Linked DNA regions of Mus musculus: all the other regions are linked to region 1. The links are chromatin contacts, called in public HiCAR-type maps. All regions are on one chromosome and are shown on one strand. Each heading gives the region's core, a stretch centred on a gene start, on an enhancer-like site or on the middle of the called end of the contact. The rest is flanking DNA. Distances are from core to core; before and after follow the strand shown. Region 1 has its middle 10 kb from the start of Gm34053. Region 2 overlaps Nfia (nuclear factor I/A). Region 3 overlaps Nfia (nuclear factor I/A). Region 4 overlaps Patj (PATJ, crumbs cell polarity complex component).

The links. HiCAR-type assays count read pairs that join an accessible place to other places.
Region 2: a contact with region 1 is called in a HiCAR-type map of astrocytes, with 3 times the contacts expected there. The contact joins two enhancer-like sites. A contact is called at or near these places in 4 of 39 promoter capture datasets (frontonasal cranial neural crest, hippocampal neurons, pre-B cells and 1 more) and 1 of 115 datasets of contacts at active chromatin or transcription factors (astrocytes).
Region 3: a HiCAR-type map of astrocytes shows a contact between it and region 1, with 3 times the contacts expected there. The contact joins two enhancer-like sites. A contact is called at or near these places in 6 of 39 promoter capture datasets (embryonic stem cells, frontonasal cranial neural crest, hippocampal neurons and 3 more) and 1 of 115 datasets of contacts at active chromatin or transcription factors (astrocytes).
Region 4: a HiCAR-type map of astrocytes shows a contact between it and region 1, with 4 times the contacts expected there. The contact joins two enhancer-like sites. A contact is called at or near these places in 1 of 39 promoter capture datasets (stem cell-derived epiblast-like cells) and 1 of 115 datasets of contacts at active chromatin or transcription factors (astrocytes).

The regions. Positions count from the first base shown.
Region 1 is chr4:96,795,952-96,798,996 of GRCm38.p6, forward strand. No RefSeq gene overlaps it. Among named protein-coding and RNA genes, the nearest start is that of Gm34053, 10 kb to the left of the region's middle. Within about 2 kb of position 1,745, at least 16 of the 459 cell types and tissues checked have an H3K27ac peak or open chromatin away from gene starts, as enhancers often do. A contact at or near this core is called in astrocytes, where this site is marked.
Region 2 is chr4:97,873,178-97,876,559 of GRCm38.p6, forward strand. The region is part of intron 2 of Nfia (nuclear factor I/A); the gene reads left to right. Among named protein-coding and RNA genes, the nearest start is that of Gm19417, 5.9 kb to the left of the region's middle. Within about 2 kb of position 1,979, at least 13 of the 459 cell types and tissues checked have an H3K27ac peak or open chromatin away from gene starts, as enhancers often do. A contact at or near this core is called in astrocytes, where this site is marked.
Region 3 is chr4:97,892,289-97,895,677 of GRCm38.p6, forward strand. The region is part of intron 2 of Nfia (nuclear factor I/A); the gene reads left to right. Among named protein-coding and RNA genes, the nearest start is that of Gm19417, 25 kb to the left of the region's middle. Within about 2 kb of position 1,798, at least 31 of the 459 cell types and tissues checked have an H3K27ac peak or open chromatin away from gene starts, as enhancers often do. A contact at or near this core is called in astrocytes, where this site is marked.
Region 4 is chr4:98,586,583-98,590,156 of GRCm38.p6, forward strand. All of the region lies in intron 28 of Patj (PATJ, crumbs cell polarity complex component), which reads left to right. Gm40210 (a long non-coding RNA gene) reads left to right here. Exons shown (of 2, transcript XR_867949.2): 2 at 1-1,427. Among named protein-coding and RNA genes, the nearest start is that of Gm40210, 8.8 kb to the left of the region's middle. Within about 2 kb of position 1,304, at least 11 of the 459 cell types and tissues checked have an H3K27ac peak or open chromatin away from gene starts, as enhancers often do. A contact at or near this core is called in astrocytes, where this site is marked.

The DNA.
Region 1 (3,045 bases), core at 495-2,994:
AACTGTAAGCCTAGATCAGACAGATTTTGGAGCTATTCTAACTAACATCCTAACCATACGTCCCTTGTTAGTTGCTGTTTCTCATGGCCATGTGCTCATGGTCCATCTCCTATCATGGCAGCTTCCTCCTCTCTCTTTCTGTCCTTTCTTCTTTCGCCTTTCTCTACCTGCAACCCAAGCCAGGTAACTGAAAACTTGCCTACCTCTTTTTATTGTCTAATCATAGGCTTTAACGCCACTTAATTTGGGGAGCAATGTTACTTAGCATCACTTGGTGTGCTTGAGGATCTCCTCAATGGGGGCAACCAGATCTTAAGGTACAAAATTTAGCATTTATATACAAGCAGCATCAGAGCAAACTCCTGCAGGGGTCCCCTTAAAAGTTCACATGAAGACTCAGTTTTGTCTTACTATACATTTACCTAAAATCAGTTCAGGCTGGTTGGCTTTGGATGCATTGGGAATATATTGGAGAAGAAACTGTCTAAGTTTGAATTTTAGTAGGGGAGAAAAAGCCAAAAAGCCTATTATATTTTTCAGAGATGAGTGCACTTATAGCCTAGTGGAGGTAGGGCACAAGGTTATTAGGTGAATTGTTAGAAAAGGGGTATGTGTGTAGAATGCAGGCAGGTAAAGGAGTTTGGTTATTGAGTGCATGCTTAGAAGATGGGGTGTGCATAGCCCAGTTGAAACAGAGTTCCATGAACTATGCCCATGCTCTATGCCTACCTTCTTCATTCCCTTTTTTCACCTATTTAACACACACACACACACACACACATGTGTATGTATGTATGTATATGTGCATACATAACATACATATATACATGTATTCTGCCAGTTGCTAGTACATGCAAAGAAAATATACCTTGTCTAGTTCAGAAGAAGTGGAAGAGGCGATTAGAGTGTGATTATAACCTGAGATTTACATATACCTTCAGAACTAAACTGACATGTAACACTTAGGGTATTAATTCAGAAGAGGGTTTATTTTTTTTCCTCCGTGGGTGGAGAAAAGTTGCAGAAGGAAAAGAACAAAGTTGCTTTGTATGACTGGGACTAAAGCTAAAGTAAGAAAAAATTGTTTATTTAAAATCTCAGTCTCAGGCACCCTACTCTATATATTGCTGGGGAGTAATTATGGAAAATATGTCCGAGTCTGTGAAATACAGTAACACATGAAACACTTGCTTAGACAGCAGGTGATTGTCACTCAACAGAGAAGTGATGGGAGATCGTCTACATTGGCATGAACCCTAGTGTGGCTTCCATGCTCTGAAGGTCAAAAGAAAGGCAGCTCTATGGTCATCTCCCAAGAGAGATGTACTTTAAGCTCTTTGGACAACAGCATCCTTAAGAGGTAACTAATATTCTCCTTGATAGCCTGCTCATCTGAGACTGGCAAGACAGTACTATCCTCAAGATTTTTTTCTTGATATTCTCAAGAGAGAAAAATAAAATCTACAAAATTAGAGAAGTGATATCTTGGTGAGAATGAGCCAGATACACAGTGGGATATTTTGGGATATATAAGATGAAATGTCTTTACTATCAGATGCATCAATTCTCATTAAGGTTCTGCTAAGAAAGCCCTCAGAAACTGGGTAAAGAAGGAAATAAAGATGCATAGTTGTCTCTGTTGTCTGGGTGAGTCCTTTTTATTTCCGTTAAGACAGTACTGGCATTCTTCATTTTAATGGACTGTCCAGAGGACTGCAGGCCATTTAGAATTCCTAGCACCTAGGAACTAGCATGCAGAAGTGTGAAGCATTTGTTGTAGTATTTCAAATACTGATCAAAGGACTCTCACTGAGTATTGCTGTGTTGGCTGAGGGCCAATGTTTCTATGGGGACTCATGTAGCTTCTGCATAACAGACCTTTTCTATTTGTGTGCCCAGCACATGTGACTGAGTGTTTCTTTTTCTTTGGTGCTTAGTGCCCTTGGCATCTCCCAGGCAGGAGACCCACTTAACAACCCTATTATTCTTGCTAGGACAATCAGACTCCCTAAGATAATTTCTGTATTCACTTGAGTGATTGGACTTTGCTCTTTAATACCACCAATGTCTTGGTCCCTGCTCAATAAATAATAAAGATCACATTTCTGATCTTCCTAAAACTGAGTTCATGCCAGGGGTATGGTCAAGTCTAAAGAACAGACTTCTTTGAGATTTGGTTTTAGTGAACAGCTTCTTAGCTCAGAGAAGCAAGAATTTGCAGAATAAAATACCAAAGGTAGGTGTTTTCTTTAAGATTGTGCCATTGTCCCCTCGTCCAGACAAGGTCAGATATGTGTTCAATATGGATATTACTTTTCATGTTACTGTGAAAAAAAAAAAGCCAAACTGAAGCAACTTAAGGGAAGAAGAAAGGTTTTATTTTGGCTATCAGTTTGAGGATAGTATCTTCTATGATACACATAGTGTCATGGCCACAAGAGTTGAGGCAGATGGCCCCATTTCATCAGCAGCCTGGAAAGAGATGTGAATGCAGGTCATAGTGGTGTTTTGCCTTGTTATTCAGTGCAGATGTCTAGCCTCTCATCTCAAATAGCTGACACTAGAAACTCCCTCATAGAAATGTCCATCAGTTTATCTGTAATGTGATTGTAGATTCTCTTATATGGACAGTCAATGCCACATATCCTTATCATACCACATATCCTTATAAGCATTAAGTGCTCTCTCCCGCTGGGGGACTATGACTATGCCGTGGGTAGAAAAGGATATGAGAGTGGGACAGTTTTTCTCCACAATGTGACAAACAAGTATAGGCTAAAGACAAAAACTGTTGCCCCTTTAATGCATTGTATATGGCTTCATTGACTGTCATAATTGATTATTTTCTATTTTATCATAAACTTAAGTCAAGTGATCTTGGAAAAATGGGGATCTTACCTAGGCTATCCTGTTGGTACATTGCAGAGCCTAAATTTGAACTCGACTTGGCTTCAGTCTAAGTGCATTGTGTATATTACTGCATATAAGTATTCTTGTATATTTCCTTATGTATACATATGCATACATATAGGTATGAATATTTGA
Region 2 (3,382 bases), core at 729-3,228, 1.1 Mb after region 1:
GCCTGGGCAGCACAAGCACCTGGGAGGCAGGTGCAGAGTGCTGGCTTCAAAGTGTGGCTCTAAGAAGAGCCACTAGTTGTTACTCCAGTAGTCACATAAATAGATCCATAAGCCAGTGAGATCACCACCAAACCTTAGTTCTGTACACTCCATTTCCTGTTCAGGAGAGACATCCTGTGCTTTACTATCTAATGATAGAAAGGCTAATAGTGTTAGGGTGCCAAGCCTCAGGTATGGGCTAAACACTGGCTGATGGATGGAGAGGGCTTGGGACACATCTTGTGTTCTGGACACTTCAACTCACATTTCTATTTTAGGATAAGAGAAAATACCACACATTGCTATTTCTGATTGCAGTGCTGTATAATTTTAATTATGGTGATATTAATTCAATCAATTTAATGAAATGAATGCTATGAACTAACTATAATAGCATTATTGAATGGTGGTGCTTTGTAGCAGACAGCAGCAGTCTAAGCCTCATAAGTTTTCAATAGTTATCTCATTTAACTCTCATACTGTCACTTGAGTATAGTACAGTTATTCCTCATTTCGCTGGCCAAGGGATTGGTACCAGGCAGGTGAACCCAGAGGTCAGTCTCAGGGGCTACATGATTTTATTTACATCAGAACAAGTTCCATTCCTATGGTATTTCCAACTAATCTTTTAAAAGAATAAGATGTATCTTTTACCATATGTAATATATATATACACATATATATATTTGTTATATATGTGTCTTATATACTTATATATATTTATTATATATAAGTATGTGTTTATATAGAGACATATGCGCATGAGTTCAGTTGCCCACAGAGGCCAGAGAAGTTGGATCCCTCTAGAGCTGGAAATATAAATGACTACTGATAAATGTGCAGAAAATTGAATTCCAGCCTCTGGAAGAGCAATATGTTCTCGTAAAAGCTGAACCATCACCCCAGCCCCTCAGCTAATGAATTCTTAGCACTAGAACACTGGGTATTCCCCAGATGACTACTATTTATGACTGCTGCTATTGTGCTAGGTGTAACCCGTGCTTGGAGACCAGGTCTTTTCCCAAACCGGGCTGCTGTGAATTGGGATGTGAAGTACCTTGTCTTTACTTTCTCAGTCCTTTGCTTATAGACACACATACACATCTCACCCCATTTTATTGATGCCTTAAAAGAATGACTCATTTTAAATGTATAGGAGTAGGGGAGTGGTAGTCTCAGGGTAGGTTGTAAACTCTAGCATTTGGACATCTCTAGATGGAACTGAAGAAGTGTGTGCCTACTGAACATCTCGATTTTAGAGAATATGCTTTTTGGAATTAGAATCTGTAAGGTATCAGAACCCAGACATATGAATTGAAGACCACAGACATCAAGTGTCTTTTGCTCACCTGGCACTCACAGATACCTAAAGCTTGGATTGAATTCATTGCTGTTCCCAGCTCTGTCATGCATGTGTTTTGTTTTCCTGTGAGTACTAAACTCCTCTGGTAGTTTTGTGATTGAGGTTTGGTAGCCTTAATGATCTGGTACAGTAAACAACCAAGTTTGTGCCAAAAATTTTCCAGGACCAGACATGGGTTTTGACACTATAATAAATTAAAAAGAAAGATGTTGGCAATGAAAATGAGGATTTTTTTTTATAAAAAAGCAAGCAAGAGAAGTCTACTTGTAAATTTCAGGCATGTTTTCCTAGTACTTCAGCTCAGTGTGGCAATGCTTAGCTACATTAATCTGTTACTGGGGAACTTCAGAAAGAATGTTGGGCCCAGCCATTAAGAGATTGGTGACCCCCTCCCTTGAGCATTATTGAAATTTGACAACATTCTCAGAGTCCCCTTTTTCTTTTAAGGATTTGGCTATCAAAAATACGGGTAAGTGAAAGGAACCAGGACAAACTAATGACCAAGTGAATAGTAGTGTTTCAAGTCACAGGTTGCTATGATACAGCTCCACTGTGACCTGGATGGATAAGTGCTCAGTGGGATTTGCTTTCTGGAGATTCTGGGTGACTCCTCTACCAATTCTGCACGTCTCAGGCCTGGTTGGTTGGCCGCCTCCTCTTCCCAGCAGCATCACTTACTCTAGTTCTGAGAAACAGCTTCCTCCCATTACAGGCCCCAATTCAATTAGGCAGGGGACATGCTGAAGGTTTGGGTGTGCATCAGCTTCTGGTGTGCAGACAGTGGCTGAGTTTGGAAATCTTGGTGAGGATCTTGTGATGTCGTGGCCTAGGTTCTTGCAGTCTGGTGGCTCATCCCATTAGTCTCCTGTCTTCCAAATGGGTGTAGTGGTGCTTGTGTCTTCAGTCATAGTATTGGTGACAAGGAAGCCATGTGGTTTCCCCCAGATGCCAGGAAATCCTTATTCTCTCCTTGGAGTTGAGTTTGCCCCACAGGGGCCCCTTCCCTTTTTTCCAAACCATGACTTAAAACTTAAAAAAAAATGGACTGGAGACGCTTTAAAGGATATTAAAAATAGCCCAACAAAAAACTTCCTTCTCTTTCTTTAGCCCGCTAAACTCCCTAATTTTAGGCCACCATGTAGAACTGGGCCTTTATTGAGTTTTGAAATATCAGAATAAGGAGGTATTTGTGAGTGTTTTTGATTGCCTTTACTGAAAATGCTGAGGTGATTCGGAGGCTCGTTCAAGGAGTCAGTTCTGTTACGTCACCATGGGAATACATTTTGTTTAGCATCTCAAAGAATTGTTGCTCATCTTCACAGGCCCTTGTCTGTCTGTGTACCTGCCTTTGATCTGCTTTTCCAAATTTGAACATTTCTAATGCTCACTCCTGAAAACTCTTCTTCACATCCTTAAAATACTCTGACATTTTCCAGATTAGCCTAGCACAGAGTTCCAAACAGACAGAAACTGCCAGAATCCTCTCATGTGGGAGGGGGACTGCTGTTTATCATTGAATGTGCCTCCAAGACCTACCGACGTTGGCAGGTGGCCAATGCCTTTGGTTTGGACCAATTTATGAAGTGTTTGTGTGCTTATGAAAAATTTTATCTCTGCTATTCAGAACAGTGGGACCTAGAACAGACCCCAAAAACGTAATAAATATGGAAAGAAACTTTTCTGTTATTTTTTTAATCACTGAATACTACAAGGACCTTTGTTATGTATGTATGTATGTATTTACACATTTATGTACTTTAATTTTGGTTTCTAATTTTACCATATTGACAATCTCTCCAGTAAAGTTAGCACTGCAGTCATTAGACTCTACTCTGTCTGGTGTTTTTCTTCTCCTTCAGGCCCATTTCCCTTTCCACAAAAGGAGGGATGTCTCTTGAGTTAGCCACAACAGGACGGTATCTTCCAATAGCTAGGTAGAACTAGAGTCAATAGCACAGTGCACAGTAAGTGTCTTGGTGT
Region 3 (3,389 bases), core at 548-3,047, 1.1 Mb after region 1:
TATGCTTTCAAATTTTTTATAAGAATGCCAGAAGTCTAAAATGTAAGACCTTAAAGGGTCTCAGACACGGTTGGATGGTTTCTTGGTGATTTGGTAGCAGGCAGTTAAACATACTTGGTTTCTAACACATTTAGGAGAAACTCTGAGTGAAGATCACCATAGCAATAGTCCCCTTAATTAGAGGACCAAATAACAGGGAATTCACTCCCAGTGCTTCTTGGTAGGAGGCAGAATTCCCCCAAACACTGGAAGAGCATAGGAAATGGACCCCAAAGTCTCTCCAAATTAAGGAAACTTACAAACTAAACCTACATATTTAAAAAATATCAGAAATGTGTTCATTTCTTTCTATTTTACTGAGTGAATGTTAATTTTTCAGAGAAAATAAATACTTGAAAAAGTTACATTTTCTAATGGATTTACATGTTTCACTTTAGAAGCATAAACCCATTCATTTAGCAATAGTGTTATTTGTGAACATATTAACTATTTTGGGAGCCATCAATAACCATCTAGGACTATACAGCCATTTTTCCCCAACGAGTTTTGTGCAGTATTTATTTATTTTTGTAGGATTTCAAATTCATTTTCCATGTAATTTCTGCAAAGATAAAGATTTATAGCCTTTGAGGTATGTATTAGAGCATTTGAGTAAACTTTGAATAGGTAATTTTATAATCTTAAAATGAAATGTAGAGGGGCTAGAAAGGTAGATTCCATGGCTAAGAGTGCTTGCTGCTCTTACAGGGAACCCACATTATTAGTTCCCAACCCCACACTGAGTGGTTCGAAATTGTCTGTCTGAAACTCTAGCTCCAGGGACGCTAACACCCTCTCCTGGTCTCCGAGGACACTTGTGTACATGTGCACAAACACACACATATCAACATACAAACATTCACATAATTAATACTATAAAAAAAGAAATCTTTAAGATAACAACTGAGATCATTGTAGATATTCAGATATTCAAAATATAAGGAATAGAAGGCATCCATATTCTGCCATATGAAAATAATTAACATCCTAATGTACTACCCCCCAGGTGGTGTTTGTTTATTTGCTGTTGTTTGGTTTTTGTTTTGTTTTGTTAGAATACTGTTAGACATTTATGATTATGAAAATATGTCTACTTCAAAAGTCACCAAATACTAGACTTGTGTATTATAGGATAGAAACGGATGTTAGCCAAGCAATATGAGTTGATTTAAAAATAAGAATATCTGAATTACAGGGGAGACCGTAATGGTTTTGAGTTTCTTAGAACAGGGTCTTCTCAACTTAAATAGGAAAGGTGGCTTTCCTTAAGTGAAATAAGATTACAAAGAAAGGTGTGTGAGCTATAAAGAAAATGTTCACATTACCCAATGGTAGCTAACAAATAAGGAAACTACTCAGATGTGCTGTGTTATGGCCTTGCAGAATTCAGAGAAAAGTTCCTTGTTTTCAGTGACTCCAACTTGAATATCTATCCTTAGGGTCACATTACCATCACTAACTTACAATGTAAGAAGATGGAAGATTCTTAGACATACGTTAAGGTCTACTCTAAGGCTCTTCACTTGGTCCTAGATCTTGAAGATCACTTTGTACTGAGTTTATCTTTATGGACTCTTCATAGTATGGCCCGTTTGTCTCTATATTTCTTGTGCTGAATCACACTTCATTCCATTAACATTAAAACAAAAAAATTAAAAACAAAAACAGAAACAGAAAACCTTCTTTGTGTCCAGGATGAAAGCCAGGCCATTTTGCATGCTAGGCAAACCCTCTGCTACTAAGCTACATCGTTAGCCCTTCTTCTATTGAATCTATTTGCGGCTGGGCTTACTTGCCTAGCATGCGTACTGCCCTGGCTTGATTACCCACCACTGCAAAATCTAAGGCAAAGACAACAAACAAAGGAACAAACAAAAAAAGGAAAAAAATCCACTGCACAAATGTTAGAAAAATGGCTGCAGCTTTGGAAAGGTACAAGATACTGAACGATGAGCCCTGTTCATGCCTTTCCGCCTGGGCATCTGAAGCCTGCTGTTCTCATCAGCTGAGTGCACGTTTTTATCTTTCTGCCCTTGGCTCTCTTGTACTTCCATCTGCATGCAGTGGGCAGGTGGGGCTTCTTCACCAAAGAGAAAAGAGTAATATCTTTCTAGTGTGCCTAAGTCTTTGGCATTTAAACAAACCAGAGAAATGCATAAATTTAGCCAAGGATTGGAGCCAGAGTGATGGCTGAGTTGGCACCACTTCACATTCTTCATTCTCTGTATTTATAGCAATAAATTTCAAGTCAGGAAATAGATTGCAGGAGCATGATGTATTAGGAAGGAAGTTTGTACACTTGTGGCTTATGGGTATCAGTATAACCTCCCTGCTTCCCTGGTTGAGTGAACTGCACCATTGTTAAGAAGCAGAGTATATGTAGAGCTATTGCCTTTTAAGAGCTTTCTAAAGAAAATTCACTCCCTTCCTCCCCTTTGGGTGCAGTGATAGAAATCAGACTGCGGGCCTTACGAATGCTAGGCAGGCACTCTACTACTGAGCCACACTCCAGCCCAGTGCTCAATTTAATGGCAAGATAAGAAAAACACCGTTGTATCACCCCGTCCACTGAGATGTACTGAAACTGTCTTAATATGGAAATTTGCATTCAGTGGTTTCTTTCTTTTCTTTTCTTTTCTTTCTTTCTTTCTTTCTTTCTTTCTTTCTTTCTTTATTTATTTATTTTTTTGAAGCAGCAGTTGGGCACAGTTCAGAAATAATTTCCCAAATTACTGTTTATTTAGTTATGATATTAAATAATAACTATGTTTTTAGAAAAACGGAATTCATGAATTACTTAGGTTTCATGTCTTTCACAATCCATTATATTTTCTAAGGAAACCTGATTTTCTGAACATTTGAATCACCTGATTTTGAAGGTAGTTGATAGAGATCTAGAGGCAGTCAGGAACACCAACAGTCAGTCTCCTTAGCTATTTTATCCTATATATTATGCCCAGTAGAAATTTAGTGGGGAGGATACTGTAGTAAAAATGATACCCAGTGTTCCTGAAGGTTTGGGCCTTCATCACTTACCTAATTGCAATGTGAATTTAGATGAGTCTATTGGATTGTTAGGTTCGCAGCTGTAGCAGAAAGCTTATTTGTCTTAGGATAACTAAAAGGACCATGATGCCTGACACCAAGATCTGCGCTCAAAGGGGAGATAGATGAGTGGGTAGGCGATGGGGGGAGACCATCACTGTTTTGCCTCATACCCCATTGAAAAATTTCTTCTGAGTCGTCTTTGGGATCCAAACTAAGGTTTACTGTTCTTCAGAGCCAAGGAGGAAATTACATTGTAGTGTTCACCTACAGGAGCATAGTTTGGGTCTCAGAAATCATGACTT
Region 4 (3,574 bases), core at 54-2,553, 1.8 Mb after region 1:
AAAGCCTTCACACTCCTGTCATGACAGACATGTACATGTATGTGTTTGTACACACAAAATAAATAAAATGTGACAAAAATGTTTTAAAATACTGATACAGAAAACTGTCCCCACAGAGCACAACCACTAGAGCAAGTTCTTTAAACTCAAACAGACACTTTAAACCTAGAAGTGGTTCCATGATGTCTGCTGTGTTTCCCACTCAGCACTGCTGATCTCATGACCACACATCTATACACATCACCTTCCTCAGTCCTTTCCATTGTCACCATGACAGATTAGGAGACTCTGCAGTTTTCCTACTTCTTCTTGACTAAAAGTATAGCTGTGCTGGCATGTTGATGCCTCCGTTTTTTAGCCTTTTTAGGATAAATCCATAGACATGGAACCTTTCATCCAGGAGTTAACTGAAAGCTGGGTATGGTAGTGTGTACCTGTAATCTGAGGCAATCTATTAAGACCCTATCTCAAAATAAAGTTGAAAAGATCTGGAATGTTCTTTGGTGACTGAGCACTTGCCTAGCATATTCTAGGTACTGTGTTTGATCTTCAACACCAAAAAATATGAAAGGGTTGATGGTTATAAATATAATGTGTTGATTTTTTTCCATGTGGTTTGTATTCAGGTTATTTTGAAAGTGAAAGTATTGATTCTAATGCCTTAAAATATGACATTCAGAAGGGACTTCCAAGTGCAGATAGGGGAGGGCTCTGATTTTATTACCAGCCACTCATGTAGTGTGAGTTCAGTTCAGCTCTCTAATAACAGTTTACAGTTTGTATAATATGCCAATTTTCTTTGCAGAAGAAAGAATGGGAAGGGGATTGTTGAGTGTAATAAATTATGACGATGTTCAAACCTTGGGCAAATCTGTTACTTAAACTAAATGTTAATTTTGTATAATTAATATTTTCAACCCTAGCTTAAGTTAATTAAGTTTTGCTTTCAATTTGATATGTCATTTGAATAGATTTAATTGAGCTGCTTTTCAGCATCAATTTACATTCCTGTTCAAATGAACTGGGGGAAAGTAAGAGTAGTTAAAAGCTTATCTCTTTAATAGTTTTGCATAATTAATTTGATTAAAACAAATCTCATTAAAGACTTTAAAAGTGAAAGTTTCTGCTGCAGTAGGAAGGCATTTTTGTCCATTTACTTTTGCTAAATCTGTATTGGATTAGCCCCAATTCGACTTTGGCTGCAAACTACAAATACTGCAACCAGTTCTCCCATCCCGGTCAGGCTTGCCCTCATACTGAGGGTTTGTTCTTTCTCTCTACAGAGGCAGAAGGCAAACCCTGAGTGGGAAGTCAGGTGGCCTGGAAACCTGCAGTATGACTCACCAGCTTAGAAAATGCAGACATGGCTGTTGTATGGGGCCTTGGAATCCAGAGTTGCTGTAATTTGTTCCTAAATGGGATTTGAGTTTCAGAGCCTGGAAGAAAATTAACTCACACAGATATGCCTATTGTTGCTTTTTCTGGGGCCAGGGGTCAAGAGCTGAAACAGAAATTAATATCTGGAAAGACACAGAAGTCCCCAGTTGTCATTGAAAACTTGAGGAACCCAAAAGCAACTCAGAAAACCAGAATGGCTAGGCAGGCACATAGATGGCACTGGGCATGTGGTGATGAGCACCTTAAATCTCAGTGCTAAGGAGGTTGAGGCAGGAGCATCACACTGGCAAAACCAGCCTAGGCTACATAGTGAGGCCTTGTCTATAAATTACTAGTTGATAGATAGATAGATAGATAGATAGATAGATAGATAGATAGATAGATAGATAGATAGACAGACATTAATAGATGATAGACAGACAGACAGAGGTAGGCAGGTAAGGAGATATACATAGAGAAAGATTTGGCTGGGGATATGACTGAATGGTAGAGTACCTATTTGGCATGTCAGAGGTCCTAGGTTCAAACCCCAGTACAATGATGATGATGATGATGATGATGATGATGATGATGATGATATCTAATAGAGGGGGCTGGAGAGATGGCTCAACGGTTTAGAGTACTGACTACTCTCCCAAAGGTCCTGAGTTCAAATCCCAGCAACCACATGGTGGCTCACAACCATCCGTAATGAGATCTGACTTCCTCTTTTAGAGTGTCTGAAGACAACTACAGTGTACTTAAATATAATAAATAAATAAATCCTTTTTTAAAATATCTAATAGAAATCTCCTCTGTGCAGAAAGTCTGTTCCCTCTTTCTTTTTCTGTTTGTGTGCCAAGGCAAAGTCTGAGCACCTCAGACTCTGAGACTGAAGAGAATATAGGTTATTGTAGATATTTAGAATGACAAGAAAGTGCATAAATGGAAATAACTAGTTTCAAAGAATAGAAATTAGTTCAAGCAATTGTCTTTGTCACTTTGGGTGGCTATAACAAATGCCAAAGTGGCTGAAGTGACTGACACACACACATATTTCTCACAGTTCAATAGGCTGGGAAGCCTGAAATCATAGCACTAGACTCTGGGGAAGCCTCCTTCTTGGTCAGCAGACTGCCTCCTCACTGCTGTAACCCTCAGATAGTAGAGGCTCTCTCTCTCTCTCTCTCTCTCTCTCTCTCTCTCTCTCTCTCTCTCTCTCTCTCTCTCTCTCTCTCTCTCTCTCCCTCTCTCTCTCCAAACTCACAATCCTCTAGCCACTACCTCTTGCTAGTGTTGGGGTTACAGGAATGTCTACCCAATCATGTCTTATAATACCAATCCCATTGATTGGTACTCTAATTTCCACACAGATTGTTTGCAGCTGAGTGTGTGTGTGTGTGTGTGTGTGTGTGTGTATGTATACACACATGTGTATAGAGGTTAGAAAATGGCTTATGAGAGTCTGTTCCCACTTTCCATCATGACGGTACCAGGTATCAAACTCACATCTTCAGGTTTGGCTGCAAGTACTCACTCAGCCATCTTACTAGTCCCTAGTTACATCATTTTTAAAGTGAAAAAGAAGGCTTTGTTGTAGCCTTTTTGGTTGGTTTTGATTTTGTTTTTTTGCCTAGAAGTCTCAGTGTTCCTTCTAGATCTAATCTAGTAAAGTCAGATTCCGCTGTGTCTTTGGTTACTTGTGTTTTCCACTGTGTAGCACTTCCTAAACATTGCCAGTGAGCAGCTGCCACCACAGTCAAGGCCACAGTTATGGGCACAGCAGCCATGGCACTGTCCTGTCAGAGCTTTTCACATTACTCTAGATCCTTTGCCTGGTGACTCAATTAGAGAAGATATTATTTAGGTTGGTGTCCTACTGTGTTCTGAGCAGTACATATTTAGTGCATGAAGGGGCCTGACTTTAAACTCTAGCACCAAGAAGGAAAATGGGAAAGTCAGTGTGCCTGTCTGTCTGTTTCCGTGTGTCTGTGTGTGTATATGTGTCTGCCTGTCTGTCTGTATGAAAAATAAAACCATGAAAGTATTTGTACATTAATATTAGTGTGATAGATAGTATTGATAATCTGGGATATAAGCACATTATTAAATTCATGAATACTGAAGTTTAACAGCAGAAAAGATGAGCGTCTGAATACCAAGAGGACCATCCTAAACTGTGACAGCTTTTCTTCTT